Linked DNA regions of Oryctolagus cuniculus: region 1 is linked to region 2. Evidence: chromatin contacts called from public Micro-C data. All regions are on one chromosome and are shown on one strand. The core of a region is the stretch at or near the end of the contact, and the rest is flanking DNA. Distances in the headings are between cores, read along the strand shown. Region 1 holds the start of MDH1 (malate dehydrogenase 1). Region 2 holds the start of UGP2 (UDP-glucose pyrophosphorylase 2).

Region 1 (6,533 bases), core at 2,558-5,057, 320 kb before region 2:
CAGCCAACTGAGGAGTGAACCAGCAGATGGAACATCTCTCTCTGCCTCTCTTCTCTCTGAGTAACTCTTTCAAACAAATAAATAAATCTTTTAAAAAAAAGGGGGGGGGGGGGGTATGTAGGGACCAGCGTTTTGGAGTCACATGCAGAGCTGCCACCTGCAACACCAGCATTCTCTGTGGGTACCAGTACATGCCCAGCTGTTCTACTTCCAATCTAGCTCCCTGCTAATGGTCTGGGAAAAGCAGTGGAAGATGGTCCAAGTGCTTGGGACACTACCATCTACATGGGAGACCCAGATCAAGTTCCTGGCTCCTTGCCTTAGCCTGGCCCAGCCATGGACATTGCAACCATTTGGGGAGTCAATCAGCAGATGGAAGATTTCCCTGTCTCTAACTCTTTCAAATAAATAATAAATAAAACTTAAAAAAAAAAAAAAAGAGTATACTTTGTGTTTGTCAGTCTAGTATCTCCAGGAAAGGACTGGTAATCCACATTGTTAATCGAGGTGGTGAATACAGCTGAATAAAATGAATAGCTATATTTTCTCCCACATTTAAAGCCTCCTTAGGCCCCTTACCAATGACATGTTTTTTTCTCCTTCCTAAGAAATAACAATTACTATGAAATTTGATTTACAAAAGAGTGTGTATTTAATAACAAATTAGTGGCAGGCATGCACATCAGGGAAGACCACCTCCCATATTGAAGTACCTGAAATGGGTCCCAACTATTCTACTTCTGATCCAGTTTCCTCCTAATGCATCCTGGGAAGCATCAGATGATGGAACAAGTACTTGAGTCTGCCTCCCACCTGGGAGACCTAGACGGAGTCAACCTATGGGCTTTGGCCTGGTCTAGCCCCAGCTGCGGTGGGCATTTGGGGAGTGAATCAGTGGATGGAAGATCTCTTTCTGTCACTTTGCCTTCCAAATAAATAAAACTACTAACAGAAAACATAAATTATAAAGCCAACAAAACATTTAAAAGGGTGAGCTCATAACAGAGATAAGGACACAGAGAACAAATATATCAAAATGGAAGTGTTATGGACTAAATTTTTTACCCCTCCAAAATTCATATGTATTGGGATTCTTTCTTGTCTGACAGGATCCTCTGTGTAGTCAGTACTAACAGACGTTGCGCACTTCACAGAGAACCCAAGGGCAAGAGAAATGCTTCCCCTAAGTCACTCTTAACCTTACAGCAGCTTGTTCTAGGTGATGCCTAGTTTAAGTTCAAAAGAACTTTCTGTGATGATGCAACTATTTCATATCCTATCACATGGTTACTGAGCACTTGAAATGCAGCTAGTGTGATTGAAAAAATGTCTTTAATTTGTCTTTATTTTAAATAACCACATGCAACTAGTGGCTTCAGTATCAGACAAGGCAGTTTTAGAGCCTAGGTTTAAAAAAAGTCTCAGGAAAATAAAGAATATGTGTACAATTGGCCCTCTGTACAGACTTTTTCTTGTGATTATTCCCTTAACAAATGAGCATAAAAACTACTTCTATAACATATACACTGTACTTGGTATTGTAAGTAATCTAGAGACTTAAAGCATATGAGAAGATGTACACAAATTATAGGCAAATATACACCATTTTTTATAACGTGAATATCCCCTCAGATTTTAGTGTTGGATGCAGTCCTGGAACCAAATCTCCATGGATACAAAGAAATGACTATGTTTCTTAACTGCCATTCTAAACCCTACATGCAAACTGCAAATGTGGCTCCATCTCCTACCTTACCTGCCTGGCAGACACATATGCTTGTCCTCATTTCAGGCAGCATCTCATCTGTGAAGTATTGGCAGTATAGAGTTAGTAATTCTTAATTATTACAAATCAAGTCATAGTATGTTGTCATTATTGGTTTACAGATCTGTGTCCCATGCTACACTGGGAATTTCAAGAAAGCCAATGTGTCAGTCATTTCCCAAGAGTCTAACAAGAGTCCTAAAACCCTGGCCCTCTGCGTCACTAGTCAATTTATTAAACCAATCTCCATCAAACCAGAATCAGCTCTTGATTACTTCACACTTGTCTGAAACCTTACAAGGAACTGGAACTGGGGGCTGGTCATGTTTTATGTGTTAAAGGATGTTATACTTCTGTGTACATCTGTAAAATCAGGGAAATGATGCTTATTAAAAGTCAAATGCTGTAGCTCAGCAGGTTAACCCACTACCTGTGAGTTCAGCATCCCATGGCCAAGCCCGGTTGCTCCACTTCCAATCCAGCTCCCTGCTCATGTGCCTGGGAAAGCAATGGAAGAGGGCTCAAGTGCTTGATCTCCTGCCACTATTATGTGAGACCCAGATGGAGCTCCAGGGCAGGTTTTAGCCTGGCCCAGCCCTGTTGTAGCCCTTTGGAAAGTGAACCAGTTGATATAAAATCTCTTTCTCAGTCTCTTCACTCTGTCTTTCAAATAAATAAATTTATAAAAAAAAAGTTAAGTGAAAGTAACAAGCAAGTAATTATACAGAGTCTGGAATTCAGGGCCACACATACAAATTTCCTAAGTTTTGAAATAGAGCTAGCATTTGAAGCTATGCAACTCATGAATTAGGTCACTTAGGGATTGAGTGTAGTTGAATACCTGTACCCCACTGTCAAGGACTCAGAGGTTAAAAAAAAAATTAGAATGACTGAGAAGGGACAACTAACGACATAGAGGAAAACTAGGAAAGCATGCAGTCTCAAAGCCAAATGAATACAGTGATTCAAGGAAGACAATCATCCCAGGCACCACAAATACTACTGATAGATCAAGTAGGAAAGCAAGGCCTATATTTCTTTCCCTGGATACCAAATCCTCCAACATGAAATAGAGAAAAAGTGAGATACCACTTTGCACTCCCTTACCAGTAACAGCAAAAAACCAGAAGTTCTAGCAGTGCTACCTGATGTTGGTATTTTAGTCATTTGCATTCTATGTACGCTATATCGGAGCATCACACCTTCCTTTTAATATCCATGTGAAACAAACTTTCATAGACGACAGCAATTCTCTTGGGCAACATTCATTTTAAATGAAAATTAATCTGAGGTTTTGTTTTTACCACTTGAGACTCTTCCTGGCACAACCAGTGTGTCCCATTCAGCTGAAACTCGTTCCTTAGACTCGAAGGTTTGGCGTAACTTTTAAGAATCACGGCGGTTTAAAGCGATACAGCTTCCGAAAGAGAACGGGCAAACGTGTCAACGTTCACGGTCGGGCTTAAAGTTAAACTCTGGGGTCCTCAATAAATATTTTTGACTTAACTGTGGAAGAGCTGCATTTTACAGCCGGGGGGGAGGGGGGAGATAGGTGGGAGGGTGCGAACGCCCTCCAGGACACTTACCGTGTTCCCACGCCCCTAACACAGTGTGCCGAGACGGACCCGCGGGCTGGAGGTCACCGACCCGGCAGACCCGCGCATCACCCTTTCTGGACCCTTAGGTTAAAAGAAAAATCCCCTGCCCACCGGCCAGGGACTCACCTGCCTCCGCTGTGGCGAAGACGCGCGGTGAGGGGCCGCCCCAGCAAAGCCCTCGTCTCGTCACCGGACAATGCCCGGGGAGGAACGTTCCTTTCGCTGGGGTAGGAGCCGGCAGGGCGCGGCGTGCTAGCCTGGTCTCCCGGGTCTCGGGGATCCGCTGCCGCCACTGTTTCCTCAGGTGTCTTCCTCCAGCAGCTTGGGAGCGCGCGCGCTCCTGCCTCGTCGCTTAGCAACCTGCGAAGCTGTCCCCCGTTCCAGACACACCAATCCTCCCCGCCCCTCCAGGGCACGGATACTTTTTTTAAAAGACTGTTTCCGGGTCGAGTCGGCTTTACGCGGCGGAAGGTCTCTTTGCCTCCCACGCTTACTCTCGAGGGAGGATAGTCTCCGCTGCACGCGTGTGGGGGATGTAGCTAAGGGGTCTGTCTCTCCTCCCTCAAGTTTCACACGCCTTCCCGCCAGCCAATTGCCGGGCGCCATCAGACAAGTCTTTCCTTCTGAGCGGAAACCATCCGCTCGTCCTCGTGCTCCAATCACAGCGGCTCGCCCTCGGGGACTATTTTGCAGTCGTCCTAGGGCGCAAGGAGAAGGATGAGACTAGAACCTCTGGTCGTGGGAAGTGTAGTTCAACGCAGGAAGGAAATGCCTTGAGGTGGCGTTAGAGCCGCGTCGGCGTAAACTACAGTTCCCAGAGGGCGCCGCGGTCTCGGTACTGCTTTTTCTCTCCTGCCCGGCTCGCCCTCCCCGAGTCAGTTCCGCGGTAGAGGTGACCTGATTCTTTGCAGCTGGTTTTTGCAGGTGCTGAAATTGCCTGCGCAGTTCTCAATCATGGTGAGTTTGGTCCCCCGGCTTCTGCCCACCCGCGGCCTTCGCAGCCTGGTGCAGGAGTCCTCGTCTTGAGTGACTTTTGGGAGGCGGCTCTGCAAGGCGCTGTCCTAGGCGCCGTTTGGAAAGCTTCGGTTCATCTTCTGGGGACTGTCGCAGTAACCCAGTAATGGGGAAGGGGTTGATTTCTAGCTGGGGGGCTCTTAGAAGGACTCTGGAGAAACCAGTGTCCGTGGAGAGGCGCGATCCCAATCTTGACGCATGGCGGGGTACAAAGTGCCAGGCTATAGGTTTTTTCCGATGAATGACACGGAGTTTGACGTGATCGATAACGGTTTGATGGGAGAGGAGAAGCTTGGGTCCTAGGCTTTTTCTTAAGCCCTCGGTGTTTTCACGGGCTTTTGTCAGACCCTGAGAGCGAAGGGCTCTTGACTTGTAAAAGTAGCGCTTACCAGGTGCTCCCGATTACCATCTGCGTTGTCAGGAGACGTGTTTCCGCCATATCTAATTTCACAAAACGTTATTTAAAACCTGTCCTTTGATTTTTTAGCAGCCCCAGGAAGTGTTGGCATCACTGGCCAAACAACTAGTGCGGACGTATTTTACTGCTCTGTGTTATGAATTCCAGAAGCAGCTCATTTAAATGTAATGCAACTGTCTTGTCATTGAAGATCTGGATCCCTAGGTCTCCATGTCTTGTCCCTGCTGGGGGAGGGGGGGGTTCTGACGTAGGAGTAATCTGCGCACGCTTTGAAGGTGACATCTGCCATCCAAGAATTTGCTTCGGTATTTGTGTTAATGATTGAGACTACTTTTTCTCCTTTATTTCAAAATAATACTAAAAGGGATGGGGAGGCAATGTTTGAATGAATTAGAAATTTCCCATTACTTGAAAAGACATGTTTTCAAGACACGGGCATTACTCCTGTACCTGTATAAGAAGGCCAGTGGGGACAGGTACTGAGTTCGTAGTTAAGTATTAAACCTTCATATATACATATATCTTGTTATATTACATAATTGGTCACTTAAATTATGTTTCAGCTGTTAAAGATCATCTTGACAAATCTCTTTACTTCTCATCTTAAAATTGAATTTATTAAGACCCAGAGAGAATGTGGTTTGCTCAAGGTTACACAGGTTTGCCCGAGGGTCTCCTACTCTTTCCATTTTACTGTGTGTGGTACACTTACCAAAGTCAGCCTAAAAATTCGTTTTTAGTAGCCGAGGTTCCAGATGAAGATACAAATGAGGATACCAGGATGTAGAATAACTACTAACTTGTGTTTAGGATATTGGAATTCCAAACTGAGAAGGGAATTTGAAAATTATTTCATCTAATCTTAAAATGTAGACCGATGAGGTCAAATGATTTTCTCAAGGTCACAAAGAAAACATGGGCCTCCTATGGTTTTGGTTTTGCTACACAGCACAGGGAGCCAGGTATCACCCTTGGAAGGTCATTGGGGTACCAGATAACATAGCGTTGCCCATGAGGAAGGGTCACTCTGTGAATTTGCTACAGTTGACAGGAAATTCTCACATAACTCAATCTCATGGCCTCCTCCAAAGATTGTATGAACAATCACTGATTTCAAAAAGAACCATCAAAGCCAATTCAAATTAGGTGTTTTTTTTTTGTTTGTTTGTTTGTTTTTGCTTTTTGTTTTTTGAGGGAGGGAAATTTTTGTGTCCATGAGGAGTAACAGCAAGAATAAATGAAGGAATGTGACTGATATGCTTGTCTTTTGTATTACAGAAGGATATGTAAATTAGAAGGTAAAAAAATGTGTCTTTCTGTGCAGTAACAGTACACTTAAATCAAAGCTGTATGACTAGAACTTGAGCACATGCGCAAAACAGAACTGGTATCTAAAGGAAGGTCATTAGTGCCCTGCCAAGAGCAAAGACATTCCCGCCTGGATTTTGGCAGGCTGCCCAGATATCTGAGCAAAGAATAGTAACCTGTGTTCACTCTGTAACATTGTGAAAAGCCAGCAGGACTCTTCCACCCTCCTGCTTTTTCAGCAGCACTGTTGCAAAAGAGCAGTGAAAACCAAGTATGTGCTTTCTTTACATATTTCATCATCAAACATTCAGACCCTCACTAGGCTTCATACTACTCTTAACAAGATGGAATTACCTACTTGTGAAAATAATTGCCCAAAGACACAGAAGGAAACTGCTGAGGTAGAATTAGCTCTTGATTAGTTGGCCAC
Region 2 (6,258 bases), core at 1,819-4,318:
GTTGCCTGGTTTCTTGGCTACACATTTTGGGCATGACATAGAACTGTTTATATCTATGACATGTTCCCTCAAACTGTACTGTTTTACTTTCTTGAGTGTAGGGTATGATAAACAAGAAAAAAAATGGAAGACCACACATATTGCTGATCTGTAATACTTACTTCATATTTTAGCAATTTCTAAACTACCACTTAGTAGATAATGCTCATGGTGGGTAGTTAGTAAGGCTCACTGTAAAGTCATCAGTACATTATATTTACTGTTAATTCTTATAATTCCAAAAGTCAATGGAAAATTCATGCCATCTTTTAATTCCATTTTTCCACAAGCTTTTTGAAGCTCCCTCATATTTTGGCCCAGATTCACATTGTAGGTGGAAAAAACTGGAACTTAAAAATCTTTATCCCCAGGTCTAAATTAAATTTTTTCCTAATGGTTCTCAAATACAGAGCAGCATACAAACCTGTGAGTTAGAAAGACTTAGTGGCACTAAACAGTTTATTCAATTTATATTTAGAGTACATGCTATGGGCCAGATGCTGTGCCAAACATTAAATCTAAAAGACATGAAGAAAACATGCTTAGAAACCAGGGCAATAGATATTATTTCCTTATTGTTAATAGAAAGTTCCTGCCTAAAAAAAGGAAAAAAATATGGTGAGGTTGTGATATACTCCAAGACATGAGGCTAGGTAAATCAAACTAAATTTTCTCATGTTTCAATGGGGAAGTAAAAAGAAGGAATGAAGAACATTACAGACAATTTATGTCATCCTTAGAAGGCAGCATATGGTATCAGAGAAATCTTGCTTCTAGACATCTTTAATTCACAATCTCTATCATTCCAACTCCTCATCTCTGTATACAAACTCCTTTCCACTCCTTCATCTTTTTCCTACTTTAGATCTCTCCACCCCAAGTTTCTACAATGGTTTAATCTATAAATCTATGTTAAAGATTTCATTTTTTCAAGAATTTATTTGAGAAGTAGAGTTAGAGAGAAAGGAAGAGACAGAGAGAAATGTCTTCCATCCACTGCTTCACTTACCAAATATCCACAACGGCCAGAGCTAGGCCGGTCAGAAACCAGGAGCCAGGAGCTTCTTTTCGGGTCTCACAGGCAGGTGCAAGGGCCCAAGCACTTGGGCCATTTTCTACTGCTTTCCCAGGCCATAGCACGGGATTGGAAGGAGCAGCCAGGACTAGAACCAGCATCAGCATATCATATGGAAGCCACATCATGCACCTTGAAAGGAAATTCTAAAGTAGTTAAAAGGACTAAAAATACACACAGAAAGAACAGGGTTTTTTAGAGTTTGATATAGGCAATTGCCTTTTAAGCAAGCCATGACTCCATGGCCATCAAGAAACCCATCTCTTTCTCCCTTGTTCCCATAGATAAGTCAAATGATGCATTTCCCAATGGCAAGAGAGAGTGGCAGGCTCTTTTACAAAGAGACCTTTACAAAGTGTTTGAAGGTTCAGAATGTAAATTTAATTCTCTGTGTAAAGGAACTCCATTTTAAAGGGCATTATTCAAAAATACTTGGAACTATGACTTCTAGCATGCTACTTCTCTAAAAATCAGCACTGAATGGTTATAGCTTTAACCATCAAAGATGGGAAGTTACTTATTTTTTGGAATTTCTTGAGGCAGCAAATGTACACCTTTTGGTATCATATTTCAATATTTAATCACTCATAAAGCAAAATGCCATTCTTAGATAATACCCAGTGCTTGCTGCATTTCAAACCCATTTCTTTTCCCTTAATCTGCGAAGGTGGAAAATAACTGATCATTCTTGCTTATGATAAACCTTGCATAATTAAAGACTCATCATTGCTCTTTATCTTTTGCAGGCTAACTGTGTGAGGCCCAGTCTTTAGTGATATTTTATTTTGGTGCTAACGCTGATAAATAAATACTGCTTATTCAATGCTGGAATGATTTCTCCACTGTCCATAAAGAGCACAGAGATTCTGATTAAGATTTCCAGTCTTTAAATGCTCTACTGAACTATAAACATCTAGATTTTAGAAACTTCCCATTTGGGGCAAGTTAGTTTTAGAGCAGAGAGGTTTTTGGGTGTAATCCTTTCAGATTTCACATAAGAAACACCGTACTAATGGCAGACATTTTCTAGTGAGACAAATGATCCCTGGCCTTTGTTATTTGTTCTTAATTAGGTTTCCATGTAAATATGTGGAACTTAAAAAAATTAAAGTTCCCTTGTTTAGACAATGAGTCGTTTAAAAATTCTCAGTGTACCTTGCTTGACTAGTGTTGACCAAAGCCTCAAAACTCTTCTGGAAATATTTGGTTTGTTGCAGACACTTAAGAAACAACGCTGACAATTTTTACTCCTGCCACAGGCCGTCCGAGTCAGGAGGTGTAAGCGTCAAGTCCCAGCAGCAACAAGTGTGACTTTCAGGGCGCTAGGCTGGCTCTCTCGCAGTGCCCAGGGGTCAACGTGCCATCCTGCGCCATCCTCTTTCTTTGAGGACTTCAAGAATCTATCAAAAGGAAAGCATGCTTGAGGGGTAACTTCAGTCAGCTCCACACGGATCAGAAAAATCAATGCCTCTCATGGCACTAGTCACCGAGGCAACGGGGCAGGGGGGAGAGGTTGGTTCTGGGTGCCCTCACTTGACACTTCCTTCGACGCCCTAAGTCTCTGTGCTTGTTGGGCGGCCCCACTGCTTACTCCTTAACTCATCCCAAAGCAAGCGGTGAGCGGGAGTTACTGTCACCGAGGCGCTCACTCCGGGTGGCTGCTGTGGCCAGCTCGGGCTCTATTCGGTGCTACTCAGTCTGTGGTAACAAGGAACATTATTACGGCCCGTAAAAACAAGCACTCGTGCTCAGCTTCTCTCCCTTGCTGCGGGGTCTGAAGCAGACTAGGGGTAACACAGGTGAGACCTCCCCGACCGCTACGCAGCCGCAGGTGCGGCGTTCCTACGCGCGGGATTCCCGCGTGCGGCTCAGCGCCCGCCTCCACCGCGCTCTCTCGTGTCGCAGACGCCCCGCCTCCTGCCACCTCCACACCTCTCATTGGCCAGGCCCTGCGCCCGCCTCGGTTCCGGACTGGTGGCTGCGCCCGTCGTTCTGCGCCGCGGGGACATTTCCGCATTGAGGGGGGGCTGCTCCGAGCGGAGGGGGAGGGGAGGCGTTCAGGAGAAAGTGGGGGTTTTGGGTGTCAGCAGCCGGCAGGCATTTGGGCAAGAGGGGGTCAGCAGCTGGGCTGAGACCGCTAGCGAGGGACTCGAGGTGTGCACCTGTGAGGAAAGAGGGGGAAGAGAGAAGGGTGCCTCAGAGGTGACATTCTCTCAACCTGCGAGCTTTCTTCCTGGGGCGCCATAAACGCCCCCCAATTTCCCAGCTGCTAAAGGAAGAGAAGGAAGGTGGGTCTCGCCAGCTGCTTGGGGAGCGGCGGGGCGGGGCGGGCTTCCGGCGATCCCCTGAGCTTATGTTTCTCTTTTTGAGAAGAGTTCCTCTCCCCCACCCGCTGTAGCTCCAGAGGCCGAATTTGGGATTGGGGAGAGCGCAGGGCAGGCGGGACGAGAAAACGTGTGAGAAGGAAGGGTCGGAGCTCTCCCTGGGGATTCCGAGCGGGCGCGGGGTCCGGCCCTCTCCGGTGGCCCTTTAATGTTCGCGGGGGAGGGGGGGAGGGGCGACGTAGCCTTCGGCCTCTGCAGCGAAAAAGCCGCGGCGGGGTTTCGCCGCCCGCGGCAGTTAGGCGGGGAGCTGGAGGCCGCGGGTGACCCGAGGCCCCGGCCAGTTGGCCCGCCTGAGCGCGGAATTCCTAGCGCCTCCCAGTCCCAGGATATTTTGGGGCTGGTAAAAATGGTTCCATTTGCGTCCCCCTCCCCATCCCCCATTGCCGCCTGACCCGCCTGGGTAACTCGTGCTTGGGCGGGAGCCGCGGTTGACAGGAGTTTTCCGGGGTACCCGCCCGAGACTGGACGGCTGCGCTGGGGAGGGGGGCGGCGAGGGTGCGCCCCGGGTTCCTGCTGCAGCCCAGCCCCAGAGGGCGTGGAGATCGAGGGGCAGCTGTAGGTCCGCCTCTTTCATTGATGAAATTTAAGTTCGTGTGGTTTTACCTTTTCCGGGAGTCTCCGGCTGTGTCAGGGAGCGCAGTGTAGCCAGGAGTTCCCAAGCAGACCAATTCGCAGCAAGTTTCCGTCTTTTGGAGTTGGAAGATTCTCTAGGTGTACATATATCTTCTCATATATATATATATATATATATATATAGGAGCAAGTTTTAATCCGTTGAATGAATACTCCCCTAAGTAGCTAAACATAGGAGGAGAAAGAACTCGTCGGTTATTAAAGCAAGAGAGGAAGAGAGACCTGCCCGGTAGTGTGACTCCTCTAGAAATTAAAAAATTATAAATCAAAGTGTTTTAATAAAACTCTAAAATGTCAAGATTTGTACAAGGTAAGACGTGCTTCTTCTTATCTCCCGGGTTGATGCAGCCGAATTTGGGTACTGGCAGTCTAGAGGTTGGGTGGATGATTTGGAAGTAGAAAATGTTCATTTGAGATACCATTTGCGAAATCCTTTTCGTTAAATTGACATCTGAACCGCCTTGAGCTTCTGAGTTGGCGGTTCAGATAGGTATAATTTATACCGCTCTGCCCCTCTGGGTGTAGTTTTGCCTCCCTGAAATCAGGTTATGAGTACTTCAGCTTCCCTGGATAGTGGCTGTAAATGATGATAAAACAAGGTTTTGGCTACTGATTAATCCCTGCTCTCTTTTCTTGGTCAGTGTCAAGGTACCTGTGTAAGTGGGCGCGGACGGGAAGGAGACCGGGAGGGCTAGGGGAAGGCAGGTGGGTTTTACTGAGGACTATTGAGGAAGCTTTAGTGTTCTCAGCTTCTGCTGTTTGTGTATACGTGGTTAAGAGTCATTTATTGCGAAACCGGGAGTAACTCGTGAGAGCTGGAGGTCATTTCTACTGGAGAAATGACTTTGCTGCATTGCTGTGTTTATTTTTCCTTTTTTGAATTATGAAAATGTGAAGAAAGATTTCTTTGAAATTTGTAAATTGACCTCTAAATTTCCACATGTATATTAAAGAAAGGGCTAAGGAATGCTTGTCAGCAGAGCTCAGCAGTAAGATTGGTATGTATGTAGCAATGTGTGTGTATGGTGTAGGCACTGAAACTAGTGCTGCCTTAAACCTCTGTCACCAATTTGTAGTGTAGGATTTGCTTTCTGGTATGCAAGTAAATGCTTTCCTTGCAGAGCCCAGCAGTGTTGAAAGCTTCAGCCATCTTGCTGAACACACTGCTAGTAAAGTTCCCAACGACTTCATGTTAAGTGTCAATAAATGCAGCTGAACTTTAAAAAAAAGTTGTGTTAGTAATGGCCATCATTTTACCCTGGGAATAAAAATGCCCTAGTGACTTTATTAACTCTTCTTTAACTTTTGTGTCATAAAGTATGAATTTTCTGGAAACAGTTGGGGCATTCATGCCTGCCGTTAGCACCAAGCTCAGAAATGCCATTTGTCATTAGACTTTCAAATTCATGTTATACCTTAAATGTGGTTAAGATACTTAGGTTCTAATTAAATGCATGTCTTACTGAAGAGTAGAAAGGCAGAGGTTACTGTTGAAACTTACTGGTTTTTAATAGCAATAATACTCAGTTACCATAAAGTCAGTATTTTGTGAGAATGTGCTGGGGAAAGTAGACTAGTCACTTCTCTTTAAAAGTTAAGAATATTATTAGACTGAAGATGTTCCATGTAGTTATGTTTTGGAATAACTTGCTGAGTTGGTATGCGTTAATGGTCTTTAGTGTTACCACTAACTATCCTCATGAGGTTGTTTTTTTTTTTTTTTTTGTAAAGAGTGCACTTTTTTTTTTTTTTTTTTTTTTGACAGGCAGAGTGGACAGTGAGAGAGACAGAAAGGTCTTCCTTTGCCGTTGGTTCACCCTCCAATGGCCACTGCGGCCGGCGCACTGCGCTGATCCGATGGCAGGAGCCAGGTGCTTCTCCTGGTCTCCCTTGGGGTGCAGGGCCCAAGCACTTGGGCCATCCTCCACTGCACTCCCTGGCCACATCAGAGAGCTGGCCTGGAAGAGGGGCAACCGGGACAGAATCCGGCGCCCCGACCGGGACTAGAACCTGGTGTGCCAGCGCTGCAAGGCGGAGGATTAGCCTAGTGAGCCGCGGCGCCGGCCCCTCACGAGGTTTTAAATCCAATCACAATACTTAAGAATTGCTATATATGCTTGTCATTAC

The links. A called contact is a pair of places that touch in the nucleus more often than the background predicts.
Region 1: a Micro-C map of ear pinna shows a contact between it and region 2, with 7 times the contacts expected there. The contact joins the promoter of MDH1 here to the promoter of UGP2 in region 2. A contact is called at or near these places in 2 of 6 Hi-C or Micro-C datasets (ear pinna and an unstated tissue).

The regions. Positions count from the first base shown.
Region 1 is chr2:139,294,175-139,300,707 of mOryCun1.1, reverse strand. It overlaps MDH1 (malate dehydrogenase 1), which reads left to right and starts at 3,807. Exons shown (of 9, transcript XM_002709844.5): 1 at 3,807-4,320. The coding sequence starts at 4,318. It overlaps WDPCP (WD repeat containing planar cell polarity effector), which reads right to left and starts at 3,624. Exons shown (of 18, transcript XM_051842860.2): 1 at 3,490-3,624; 2 at 1,757-1,804.
Region 2 is chr2:138,974,872-138,981,129 of mOryCun1.1, reverse strand. UGP2 (UDP-glucose pyrophosphorylase 2) reads left to right here and starts at 3,068. Exons shown (of 10, transcript XM_008254344.4): 1 at 3,068-3,402.